2 separate regions of the Mus musculus genome follow, and region 1 is linked to region 2. Evidence: chromatin contacts called from public promoter capture Hi-C data. All regions are on one chromosome and are shown on one strand. The core of a region is the stretch at or near the end of the contact, and the rest is flanking DNA. Distances in the headings are between cores, read along the strand shown.

Evidence for each region. Promoter capture Hi-C pulls out the DNA fragments that hold promoters and counts their contacts.
Region 1: a contact with region 2 is called in a promoter capture Hi-C map of stem cell-derived epiblast-like cells, with 3 times the contacts expected there. The contact joins the promoter of Cdk5rap1 here to the promoter of Bpifa2 in region 2. A contact is called at or near these places in 2 of 39 promoter capture datasets (cranial neural crest and stem cell-derived epiblast-like cells), 1 of 484 Hi-C or Micro-C datasets (embryonic stem cells) and 1 of 9 other capture datasets (liver).

Annotation. Positions count from the first base shown.
Region 1 is chr2:154,370,799-154,377,045 of GRCm38.p6, reverse strand. It overlaps Cdk5rap1 (CDK5 regulatory subunit associated protein 1), which reads left to right and starts at 4,327. Exons shown (of 14, transcript NM_025876.2): 1 at 4,327-4,365; 2 at 6,091-6,247. The coding sequence starts at 6,110. Snta1 (syntrophin, acidic 1) reads left to right here. Exons shown (of 8, transcript NM_009228.2): 7 at 1-39; 8 at 138-732. The coding sequence ends at 230.
Region 2 is chr2:154,003,041-154,009,881 of GRCm38.p6, reverse strand. It overlaps Bpifa2 (BPI fold containing family A, member 2), which reads right to left and starts at 1,606. Exons shown (of 9, transcript NM_008953.2): 1 at 1,571-1,606; 2 at 641-769; 3 at 1-115. The coding sequence starts at 761.

The sequences.
Region 1 (6,247 bases), core at 3,078-5,577, 360 kb before region 2:
CTCCTTTTCCTGGACTTTGGGGGTGCTGAAGGAGAGATCGTAAGTGGAGGACCGCCTCTGCATCCTGGGGGTGGGGATGCTCTTCTGGAGGCCAGTCTGGACAGAATTCCTGACCCTTCTCTCTGTCCACTCTGCAGCAGCTGGACCTGCACTCGTGTCCCAAAACGATGGTCTTTATCATCCACTCTTTCCTGTCCGCCAAGGTCACCCGCTTGGGGCTCTTGGCCTAGAAGCTGTCAGATGCACCAGCCCTGAAGAGGATCGTTCATCTTGTGGCCTGACCTGTCCTTCTGCTGACTGCCTGCTCGTCTGGGGGCTGAGGGAAGGGAGAGGAGGGGAACTAGGGCCTCAGAGACCAGCCTGAGGAAGCAGAACTCAGACCTGGGACAGCGAGTCTGGCTTGTGTTGGGCAGCCTTCCTACTGCTCACCTCCACCAGTGCCTTTCTAAGAGAGATATTTTGTGTACACAGAAGCCATTCCGAGCCTGGGACCTGACCCTGTGTGGATCCCGTCCCCAGCCAACAGCAGAGCTGCCAGGCCTCCTGGAGGCCTCTAAGCCACCCTGAGATCTCTGCAGCTGGAGTCTTCTGGGTCAGTGGCAAGAGGAAGAAGAGGAGCCTTTCTGTTCACTTCCCCTTGAGCCCCGTGGGGCATCTGGGTTTTCTCCTCGTCCTCTCTCCCCTCCTTCATCTTGAATAATAAACAGCCTGTGAGCACAATGGCAGCCTGGCATCATGTCTGTGGTTTGTGTCTTTACACTGGGACTCTGAGGTGGCTCTGTAGTCCCAGAGGAACCAGAACAAGGTGTGAGACCCCTTTCCTGGAGAACTGGGTCTTCAAGTGAGTACTGGCTTTATCTGTGCTCTGTGATAAGTGACCCTACAATCTAGCAGATCATCCTGTCTTCCATTCTGTGGGTCAGAAATTTGAGACTGGCTGAGTTGGATTGTTTCCTGTCTGAGGTCTCTTATGAAATTCCAGTCAATGAGGAAACTGTCCCATGAAGTTACTTAATTAGTTTGGTTAGAAATTAGGCACTAGGAAATGGGGAGATGTGGTTAAGTAGAGATTTTCCAGTCTTCCTTACCCATCCATCTCACCTATACATCCACCAACCAATTGCTCACCCAGAAGCATCTAGGATACATCTGTTGTAGTCCCCAGTGATGTGGCAGAGAGCAACGTTGAGAGGTCTTTATCCTCAGCAGGAAGAAATTCATCAAAATCCCCTGCAATCAAAAGTGTGATTCCAATTGGTCAGACACAGGGAGTTAGCAGAGGGGACAGTGGGACCAGGCTCCCTTACGTGGTTTCATTTCTGTCAGGAGGAGACACTGGAGTGGATGCAGTGGAAAGGGGCATGCTTCAGTCAGCTTCTCCTGCGATTCCTGTGACACCAGTGACCCCTACCCTGGACAAACCCAGTCCAGTCTCTATGCCTGCAACAGCAGACATTTCCTTTCATGAGCCTGGACTGTGCATTGACAGTTCTACTACTGGGCTGGGCAGGGCACTTTTGTTCTGGGCTGTTGGTTGGGCTTCTTAGGGTGTGCTTGCCCTGTGGGTAGGTCTGTGGAATGCAAAGAACAGTCAATCACATGGGCCATTCAGGTCATCTGCCTGACAGCGGTGAAGAGAACACACAGTCACAGTGGGGTGGAGGGGGAATGAGTGCTCACGATGGCAACTTTCACCAACTAGCAGAATTAGATGAAAGATGATCATGGCAGGTAGAACATTCAGGTCTTAAAGCGAGCAGAACATGGGATCCCCAAACTTCTGGAGTCAGAGGAGTTTGTTTCTTTTTCTAACCTTCATCAGTCCTTAATCCCACACTAGCCCGGGAACCCACAGTGGACTACTGCCACAGCCCCAGATCCTTTGGCCCCACTCCTTATCCATGTCTTCCCCACATTGCAATGTATTCACCACACAGTTGCCACCCTACAGGCAAGGAGACTGGAGTCAGCAGTCACTACTTGGCTATGGTTATTCAACTGTCAGCCAGCACAGCCCCAGAGGGAACCCAGCCAGTCTGAGGTTGAGTTAGTCAGTGCTAAGAATAGGGCTTTGGGATCAGCGTGAACTGTGGCTGGATCCCAAGGACTGCTTGCTGCGTGAGCCTTTGCACATGACTACTTTTGTATACTCACCCTTAAATTTGTAAAATGAGTTAGTCTTTTAAAAATCTTTTTTTTTTCAAGATAGGGTTTTCTTTCTCTTTCTCTCTCTTGCTGTTCTGAAACGTTTTCTGTAGACTAGGCTGGCCTCGAACTTATAGAGAGCCACAACTTCTGCCTCCGGAGTGCTGGGATTAAAGGTATGTGCCACTGTGCCCAGCTTGGGCTCTTTTAAATAAGGTAACCATGAGGTTCTACCTTTATGACCTAGTCACTTTGTGAAGACCCTACCTCCTATGTCCACTTTCTTGAAGGTTATGGTATTGAGGGGACACGCGCATTGAGACTGTCTTTGAAACAGGAGAATGAGGTCCAAAATGTCTTACCCAGAGAATGCAGAGGTAACATATTACAGAAACTGTTGGAGGGCTGGAGAGATAGCTGAGAAGTTTTTGGAGGATTGTACTAGAGTTTGATTCTGGGCCCACATCAGGTGGTTCACAACTGCCTGTAACTCTAGCTTCATTTGGAAGTGTCCTACAGACTGAGCCAACTCTAGCTTCTGGCTTTCCAAACAGAAGTACTTCCGGCTTCTTGCCCAGATACATAAACACATAAATGAAAACAAAACAAAACAAAACAAAACAAAACAAAACAAACAAAACAAAACGACAAAAGCCCATTGGCAAAGAGGAAGGCTGGGAATGCCCCCCACTCCTTCCCTCCAAACCCAGTCTCTTGATGAGAGTCATGACAGGAAGAGGCCAGGAGGGGGCGCCTCTTTGCTACTCATTCTATGCTTGTAGATTTTTGAACTGTCCACCTGCAGTTTGTGCTTCAACCAAATGTTTTACACTTAAATGTCTCACACTTTAAAACTAATATTTATGGTGAAGCTTGGAAAAAACACTTATGCTACATAGGGTGGTTCTGACCCCAGGGCTCCGATCTGGCTGAATCCTGTTCTCAGCATTTTCTTGAGTGTAGGGACTATGGGTTCGGTCTGGGGGAGAAGAGGTATTTTGGCTAGAGTCAACAGGGAAGGGAGAATGGCTGAGAGGGCCAGGGCAGGAATGTGACAGGAGTAGGGTAAGGAGGTAGTGAGGAACAATTAGGCTGTTCAGGGCCATCTGGGAGATCCAGGAAAGACGAGGCCGTTCAGAGCTAGCCACAGAAACCACTGGTTAGCCTCTTTTCTATTTTTTTTTACATTTATTCTATTCCATCTGTCTGTCTGCCTGTCTGTCTGTCTATCCATCATCTACGAAATTTTACTATGTAGCTCTTTCTGGCTTCGAATTAGCCTGCCTTTGCCTCCTGAGAACACCGAAGTGTGCTACAGCGTCCTGAGACGTCTGTGTGTGTGTGTGTGTGTGTGTGTGTGAGAGAGAGAGAGAGAGAGAGAGAGAGAGAGAGAGAGATGTTGCATGTCCCATGGCCTATCTGTGAAGTTCAGAGGGCTTGTGGGAGCCAGTTCTCCCTTCACCTTGTGGGTTCTGGGGATTAGACCCCAGGTCGTCAAACAGCAAGTGTCCTACATGCTGAGCCATCTCACCAGCCCCATGGTGGCCCTTTTCTTAAAGGGTCTGGTGAGGAGAGGGAAGGAAAGTACATATGGCAGGAGGGAGCTAACGGGTGACAGGCTTGAGGAGAAGTCAGAGCTCCTATTTTCCAGGGGGCAGAACACCCCTAAGAATCCCTTACTCTCTTGGGGCAAGGGCAGATACAGACTCTGAGACTGCCCACCTGTTTGTTTGTTTGTTTGTTTTTCTAATTAAAAAAGATTTATTATGCATAATAGTACAGTGTCGCGGTCTTCAGACACACCAGAAGAGGGCATCCATCGGATCCCTTTACAGATGGTTGTGAGCCACCATGTGGTTGCTGGGAATTGAACTCCAGACCTCTGGAAGAGCACTCAGTGCTCTTAACCGCTGAACCATCTCTCCAGCCCGCCTACCTGGTTTTAAGCTTTACTTAACTTTTTTTTTTGGGGTGGGGTGGGGTGGGGGTGGGGGGCGGTATTAGCATTTAAAGAAGTAGTAGGTCTCACGGCTTTATTTTTCAAAGCCAGGGTCCTGGGACTCGAAGCCGGCAGGAAACACTACCATTAGAACACCGCGGGCGAAAGTCACGGCGGAACAGAAGTTGCACGCCTAGGCGCGCAGCGGAGGACTCCTGAGAAGGGAACCCACGCAGATCGACAGTTTCCGGTTTCGGACGCGGACCTTGCAGTTGTGGGAGGTGAGAGGCTTGAGATTGAGTTTAGTGTCCTGCGGGTGACCCGCGGTGGCGCAGGGCGGGCTCGCACCGTCCAGGAAAAGCCAGAAGCGCTAGGAGAAGGTATCACTGGGCAGTGTTAGGCCTTGAGTAGGACCGCTGCGAGTGTAGCTCAGCCCCGCTGCCGGCTCTTGGCCAAGTCACAGCGTCCTTCTAAGCCCTAGTATTTGCCCTGTGAAGCAGAGATGGGGTCTGATAGACCTCGGAGAGGGGCTACGGGGCTCACGCAGTTGCCGCCGCCACGCCTAGCACTCACACGCTTGGATGTGGTAGGTGGTTCCGCGCTGTGCTGTGCAAAAACTTGAAGCTTTTGATCCTTCCACCAGGTTCGTCAGAAAGGACCGTTCCCCACCCCAACACTCATACATGAAGACGCGCCCAGAACCCGGCCAAGGTCCATGCTTTGAAATGAAGTGTGGGCTGCTAGTGAATGATTGTGAGCCACCACTTGGTTGCTGGGAATTGAACTCAGGCTCTGGAAAAGCAGTCAGTGCTCTTAACCACTGAGCCACTGCTCTAAGTCCCCCCCTCCCCCAATCTAAGTTTTTAATGTGTAATTCTTATAACATCTGGCAAGGGGTAAGGTCCTATTGTACTTTTTTTTTTTTTTTTTCCAAAATGGATATGACATTTGTAGTCCAGAGGTGGAAATTTGACTTGTAAAAACGTGGTCACACAACAATTAAAGGGCAGAAGTAGATGATTTGAAAGCTCACACCTGGGCTGTTAAGATGGTTCACATACCATAATATGCATAAAAATAAAAATGTGAAAAAAATTAAAACTCAAACCAAAAGTCTCCTCTCCGACAAGAGAGTAGGTTGGTGTTTTTTTTTTTAATTACATTTTATTTATTTGGTTTTTGTTCCTGTGCTCATGCACATGAATGTGCCATACATAGTGTATGTGTAGAGATAGAAGAATCTATGGAAAAGAATTCTTTCTACTGTGTGGCTTTCAGGGAGTCAGGCTTGGTGGCAGGTGCCTTCATCCACTAAGCCATGTCACTGAGCCGCCTTTATTTATTTTCACCTGTAAATTAGAGATATAATATATTTTAAGAGCCCTCACTGTTGTCCAGGCAGTCCTGGGCTCAAATGATCTTCCTGCCTTAGCCTCCCAGGTTACTGGGAATATAGGTTTACCATGTTTAGATTAAGGTAAACTATCATAAAACGTACCTTAAGGGAGGTGGTGGTGCACACCTTAAATCTCAGCACTCAGGAGGCAGAGACAGGCTGATCTCTGAGTTTCAGGCCAGCCTGGTCTACAGTGCAAGTTCTAGGACAGTCAGAGCTATACAGAGAAACCCTGTCAAAACAAAACAAAACAAAACAAAACAAAACAAAACAGTACCTTGGAACTGGGTTGTGATTCTGGCATTTGGAAGACTGAGGTGAGAGGAATGAGAAAAGTTGGAGGTCAGTATGGACTTCATAGGAAGATCTCAAAAAACAAACAAACAAACAAACAAACCTAACCTCACATAACCTCACAATCTGCCCAGCCTGGACTACGTAGGAAGTTGAGTTCCAGGCCAGCCCAGAATAATCCTGAGATTAAGTCTCAACATCTCTTATGAGCCCTGCTCCCCCCAAAAAGCATTTTTCTGTTTTAGCGAGGAGGAGTGTCCAGAGCAGTCCTGTATGGAGTGTGCCGTAAATACTGGTGTGTTTCATTCCTTTGCAGATTTGGGGCTGCAGGTGCCATGCATCCTTTACGGTGTGTCCTCCAAGTACAGAGGTTGTCAGCACCATTCACCTCCATGTGCTGGGTGTTGCTTAGGACCTGCAGAGCACAAAGCAGTGTGTCCAGCACTCCTTGTCCCAGTCCAGAGGCGAAGAGC
Region 2 (6,841 bases), core at 357-2,856:
TTTAAATTGCCAAGGTCCGCTGTGTTCAACGTTTCTAGAATGCTGTTCTTGGCTAATGGCCAACTTGTGGCTTGCTGAAGCAACTCCACATCCAGATTCAGGTTCTGAGGGACAGCTGTCAAAAACAGTCATCAGTCAGTGTCCTGTACCACTAGGGAGTGGGCTTCCATCCTCCTGGTTTCAGAGAAGTCAGTTTCCCTGTGCTGTGTCATCAGTCCCTGCAACAACCCAGTCAGGACAGGATTGCCAGTCTCCTTTGTATAGATGAGGAACCTGAGCCTCCTAAGGTTAGGAAAAGTGTCTACACAGCTGGATCCATGCACTGGGATAGGGGACTTCTTGTCAACAGCTACTATAATTTAAAATGCAAACCTTTTAAATTTTTGGAATCTCACTTTTAAGAATTTATCCTGTGCCAATATATATTGGCAAGTCTCTTAGGGTAACATCCCAGCACTGTTTTTTTTTTTTTTTCTAAACAGATAGGGGCAACGCAGGAGTTGAATAGCAGCACATTTCTCAGTGTACCACCCACAAAAGACAACACCACCCTCTCCCAGCAGCCTCTGCAATTGCAGGCATGATACTTATTAGAGTTTCTCCTGGGACCAGATAGCTGAAGGAACCTATATTAACTCACCTTCAGAGGGAGGATTCAGAATTTTCAAATTATTCACAGCGCTGCCAAGTTCACCAAGAAGTGACTCTGAGTTCCCAATGAGCAGGCCACACAAGACAACAAGGCTCCCAAGTTGGAACATCTTTGGTTCTGACAAATGGAGAGTCATAGCAGGAAGAAGAAACAAAAACCCACAATTAGTGCCTGCCTCTCTCACGCTTGCCTTTCAACAAGACAGTTGCACTTCTCTTCACAATAGGTAAGAAATGGAGCCAGGGGATATGCCTGCCCTCAGGAGTGGATGAAGTAGGGCCCAGTCTGCAATGGAATTTTATTCAGCCACAATGAAAAATGAAATTGTGGCATTTCAGGAAATGGATGGAACTGGAAGTCATTGTGCTTAGCAGTTAAGAGAGGCAAAATAACCTATTTTCTGTCATCTGCAAATGAGGTTCAAATGTGTGTGTATCTATAACATAATATATTCATGTACATATACATATGCAACACATTCCCTGCCTTGCCTGCTCACTTTCCTAAGCTATAATTCTGTTTAGATGTTTCAGCAAAACTTCACACCTTCTATGAAGCCAGCTTCAGACCCCCTCCCCAGAGAGCACATCTAGGTTCCCCACTGCCTTTCTCCACCAAACTTGGAGCAGCACAGTCCCTAGGGGAAATAGCTATCTCTTCTGTCATTATTGAGCCTACACTCCAGTAGGAAGCCTTTCTCTATACACTAAGACAAGTCATTGATGAATAAAATCTGATCCCTAAACAGAACCCACATGAGTCTAGGTTGTTGTTAGTCTGACACAATGTCATCTATGTCTTCAAATTTGTTAGAGTCAAAACTTTACCAACACAAACAGTGCCTTCCCTCTGCTTCTTGCCCCAAAGCCTCCTGTGGACTCTCAGATGGGAACTCAGTTTAGTGGAGTCACTACTCACTGCTTTGAAGAAGGATGCACACGAGAGAGATCCTTGTTTCTCTGCACGATCTCCTGGGATTCTAGGGTGACTTATATTGTGGTCCCAGGATGAGAATCAAGCCCTATTTCCTGGATGTTCTAAAGATACTCCAAAGAAAATATCTAAGGTTAGCCAAGATATTCCAACCCAAAGGTCACCCAGGATGCTTGGGTGACAGTGATGGACCTTGTGCCAAGTTCAAAGCCCTATGTTGTCAAACTTGAGACTGCCAACAAGGGGTCAGTTCAGTATTGTCTAGAAAGAAGATCCAGAATGAATCAATGGAAGAATGTTCTGTTGGGTTGGCTCGAAGTATTTGCCTAAGCTAGCCCAGTCATTTTTTGAGAACTCATTTAAAAAAAAAAAAGCCAGCAGCTTCTGTTTGTTCAATTGTGGTTCTCAGGTGTCCCAGACCACCCTTCCTATGCACCTGACCCGTGTCCAAGAGCTTCAACCACCTCTGCTGGAGTGAGCCAGCCTCTGTGAGGGGCCAATAATGACATTCCTCACTCTTTCACTGACTCAACCATCTGTATTTTAAACCAGCTTTCTAGATGATTTTGTTTAATGCTGCCCCAAGGCTATTATTTCTCAAAATAGAAAATTCCAGCAATTCTAAAAATAAAAGGAGGGGAAAAGTAGGTTCATGGTCACTGTGCTGAGGAGGGTTAGTCATGAAAACAGCAGGACTGGGGGAATGATTCACATCTGTCCTACCTTGACATTGGCCATGACTGTAGTGTGTCTCTGTGAGCCACATACTACCAATGGATTAGCAGTAGATGACATGTGAATTCACAAGCCAGGATGTCTGTGGTCCAAAGGGAGGAATCGAGTTCCCCTGGTTTCAGAATAAACCATAGAAGCTAGGGGGGAATTATAATCTGAGGTGAAAACTCAGCAACTCCATCTAGGGTGGGGTATTGCTAGATCCAGGTTCCCAAATGATTCCATGTTCTTAATACTGGCTTCATTCTCTGATGAACTTTACCAGATAAAGTAACTGAAAACGTTTTGGTGAAGGGGGTGTGGGGGTGTGTGGAGACCCAACTCCTATGTGGGTAGAGAGGTGGTGCATTGCCATCGGTGAGGAGCTAAAGTAATACTCTGATGGAGGCTCCATTGTCTAGGTAAAATGTATGTGAGCAAGATGTGTCAGCCAACAGGCACTTGCTCCCCTGGAATAAGGACCCATGTTTGTTCTCCAGAGTCCGAGGAAAAGTAGGAGGGGACAACGCCTGATAGTTATCCTCTGACCTCAACGTGTACGCTATCATATGTGCACCTGCACTCACACACGAACAACACACACACACACACACACACACACACACACACACACAAATAAGAAACTGGTAACTCTCAGGTCAACTAGACTGTGGCCTCTGAACAAAGTAGATGTGTCGTCTCCTCAGGATATTGGGAACAGAAGCAGCAGGACTGTGTGTCTCACGAGTGACCTCCAGCTCACATTTACTGAGCTCACCCCACTGTGAATTTCAGAACCCCAACTCTACCTCGAACACTGTGGTTCATGCCCACAGCTCTTCACAGTGTGGACTGAAGAAGCATAAACCCCTATGAATAGCCATGACCACTGTTTTTTATTTACCATCAGGAGCTGTCCTGTTCCATCTTGATCTGTTTCCCAGTGACCTGACAGGAGGTTCAGACAGGAAGGGGCTGTAGCTGCAATGAGAAGGCAGGGCCTGTGCACCAGCAGGAGAGCAGCTGTTTCAGCAAATGGCCTCCTGGGGGGCAGCAGTGAGCAGTTCTTGTCCTTCCTAGAGGTTGATACAGACATTTGCCTGCTGTCTGCTTGCCATTCAGGTTAGATACACCTCTTTAATAAGCCTGATGATTGTCAGGACGTTCATTTGAGAGTCTCATTTTTCAGTGGAAGAAATAGGTTTCTGAGAGGCCCTCAGCTGTCAAGGTTGCGCAAGGGTAGAAATCCAGTGATTGGGTCCTTCCACCTACATCAGGCTGTGGATAGTCAGCAGAACAGGAATGTCCCTAGTCTTGTATATTGTGTCTTCCACAGGCCCCATTGTTTGAACTGGCCACCAAGTCCTAGGCCCATGAAAAGCCAGAAAAACACAGAAACAGGTGGGAGCTGAGCCTTGGGCTGAGGAACAGGACAGAGCTGGGCCACTGCTACTTAGCAAGCCTTTAGGGCCTGACCTATTTGAGGTTCTTGTTTGTCCTTGTCCCCTCTTCACAGAGTCCCTCCCCCATCCCCATTCCCTTCTCAGAGAGGGTGGGTTCCCCCTGGATAGCTCTCCACTCATCAAGTCTCTGCAGGATTAGGGGCACCCTCCCCCACTGAGGCCAGACTGTGCAGCCCTGTTAGGGATTGGATACTGCAGTCAGGCTACCGCTTATTGGAGGACCTACATGGAGACTGAGCTGCATGTCTGCTTCACACGTGCCAGGTGCCTCGGACCGGCCTGTGTATGCTCTTTGGTTGGTGGCTCAGTCTCTGAGAGCTCCCACAGGTCTCTTAGTTGACTCTGTTGGTCTTCCTGTGGGGTTCCTATCCCCTTCAGGGTTTTTAATCCTTCCCACAGCTCTCCCATAATAGTCCCTGACCTCCATCCACTGTTTGCCTGTGGATATCTTTTTCTGTTTCAGTCAGTTGCTGGGTGGACCTCTCGGAGGATAGTTATGCTAGGCTTCTGTCTGCAAGCATAACAGAGTATCATTAGTAGTGTCAGGAATTGATGCTTGCCTGTAGGATGGGTCTCAAGTTGGGCCAGTTATTGGTTGGCCATTCCTTCAGTCTTCTGCCCCATCTTCATTAGGGCCTGTCCTTAACATGAGGTGACCAAAGCAGAGGACATTATGACCTTGTAATTCTGTAAGCTAAGGTAGTCAGAGTCTGCTGTGGCCTTGCCACAGCTGTCTTCTGTATGCAGACCCTCTTTTTGGCTGGCTGCCACCATGTTCCACAAATCAATGAGAATCCTGTTTCCAGCTATGGGTCACAGAGCCAAGGACTGTTGCACAATCTTGTTAAGTAGGGATTTTCACACTCCAGGAACACAGACTGGGGATGCTGGAGTTAGAGTGGTGACATCAGGCCTGCTGCTGGTATCTATCCCCAGCTGCCTCAGCTGCTACATGGGTAAACCCCTTGTACCTGCATCTCCTTAGTATAAAGGGCAGGCAAGTGTCTAAGGCATCGTGAGGGTGGCAAGGGACTTGTGAGGAGATGCTATCAATGGGACTTGGAAGACCTGAGTTCAAATCCTCATTCTTTCCACTGCTGGCTACATGACCTGGGATGGGGTTATCTCTTCCTCTGTGAAGTGAGACTGGGAACTGCAGCTTACCTCCTCGTTATCCCTGTGTAGATAAGACAGTGGGAAACCTATGAGAGCCCTCACACTGGGCAGGCTGTGCTGCGGACACTCCTGACAATGTCTGACATTACATTACATAGCAAACATAGAGGGCCCTTGTTGGGGAGAGGTTAGGCTGTCAGAGGTCATCCCAAGTCTGTACTGACTGCCCCAAGTCACCTTGAAATGAGCATCCATCAAGTGTACAGGAAGTCTCCTCTAATGGAAAATACTTGGCTGTTGGAGACAAAAGGATGGGGCCATATGGGCCGTGGGATAAATTTCTCATTGAAAATCTCCAGTGAAGCATTAAGGATTAGCTGTCCCAGGATAGGACTTCCTACATCCAATACAACTACTAATCCCAGCTATGGCAGCTTCCTGCCCTCACTAACCCTGGCACTTAAGCAATGGGCTGGTACTTGTTCCCTGTCACCACTCAGATTCCTGTTTGGAAAAAGCTACTAGGACCAGAGAGGCTGGGTTCACTCAGGAACCAGGCCAGGCTGAAGGTTAGGGAATCTGCTCCCCAGACTTCCCTCACTCATACAGACAGAGACAGAGCAGCCAGTCCCCAGACCTCCTTGCAGGACAACCAAAAATCAGCTGGTAACACCACCCACCAAGGCAATGCCTTTTTTCACTTCTGTAACTTCCATATTGATGAGCTATAACCCAGCTGCAATGTTTATTTCCTTTAAGAAAGAATGGAAGGAGAGAGACAGAGACAGAGACAGAAAAAGAGAACTCACCCACTTACCCCAGTTCTCACAGTTGAACCACCAGCAGGGAAGTTTTTGTATATATAAATGTTGAAGCACCTGCCATTTTATCACAACTAAAAGTAGCAATTAGTGAAACTGTACAACCTTAGCGGCTGAAGTTTTTTTTTTATTTCCCTTTCCTCAATGTTGACACACACACACAATTATATCCATAAAGCAATGTCTCTTGGGCCTAGAGAGATGGCTCAGTGGTGAAGAGCATTCACTTCTGTTGGGAAAGCTAGAAGACCCACAAAGCAGCTTATAATTTCCTGTAACTTCCTATCCCCAGGGATTCAAAGCCCTCCTCTACTGTCATCAGGAACCTGCACACACATGATGCACATAAGGTCATGCAAGCAAAGACACTAACACCTAAAATAAATAAACCTTAAAAACAAAACATTGTTCTGAGCCCTGTCAATCCGGATTACACAGAGCCCCTCTGACCTTGGCCTGGAAGATGGGACCTACGCAAGGGCCTTTCCCACTCTCAACTGGAATTTGCATCTTCTTGTTAGTGGCATGTTCCCTGAGCATTTGCTGAAAGCTTTCGAAGGAACCTGAAATTGGACCTGGAGAGAGTTCTTGGTGGGTCTGGCTCCTCTGAGCCGTTGGAGATCTGAGAGTCTTGCTATTAACAGCTTTGTCACTAGAGCTGGCCCCTGAAGTATAGTGGGTGACAAGTATTTGAGGGAGGAGAGAAGCATGAGAGATAAAGGAAAGTGGAGGGACCACAGAGAGAATAGGGTGATGCAGAGAGGGAAGGGGAGAACTAGAGTGAGGGTGTGAGGGGAAAGGAGAGTCAAGAAAGAAACAGAGAAGAGACAATGAAAGGGAGGAAGAGGAAGAAGAGACGGGGCAAGAGACAATGGTGGGGTGTCCTGAGAGCGCAGGTACTGAAGGCTGGACCCAGGGTGCCTAGGCTCTCCAAGACACAGTGATGGGGTACCCTGAGAGTGAAGGTACCAAAGGCTGGACCCAGTATCCCTAGGCTCTCTAAGACACAATGGTGGAGTATCCTGAGAGTGCAGGTGCTAAAGGCTGGACCCAGGGTCCCTATGCTCTCCATGTCATCCACAGGTCCTGCCTGTTTATTACCCTTGGCTGATAGCTTAGCTGTTCCCACAGGGAGGATTGGG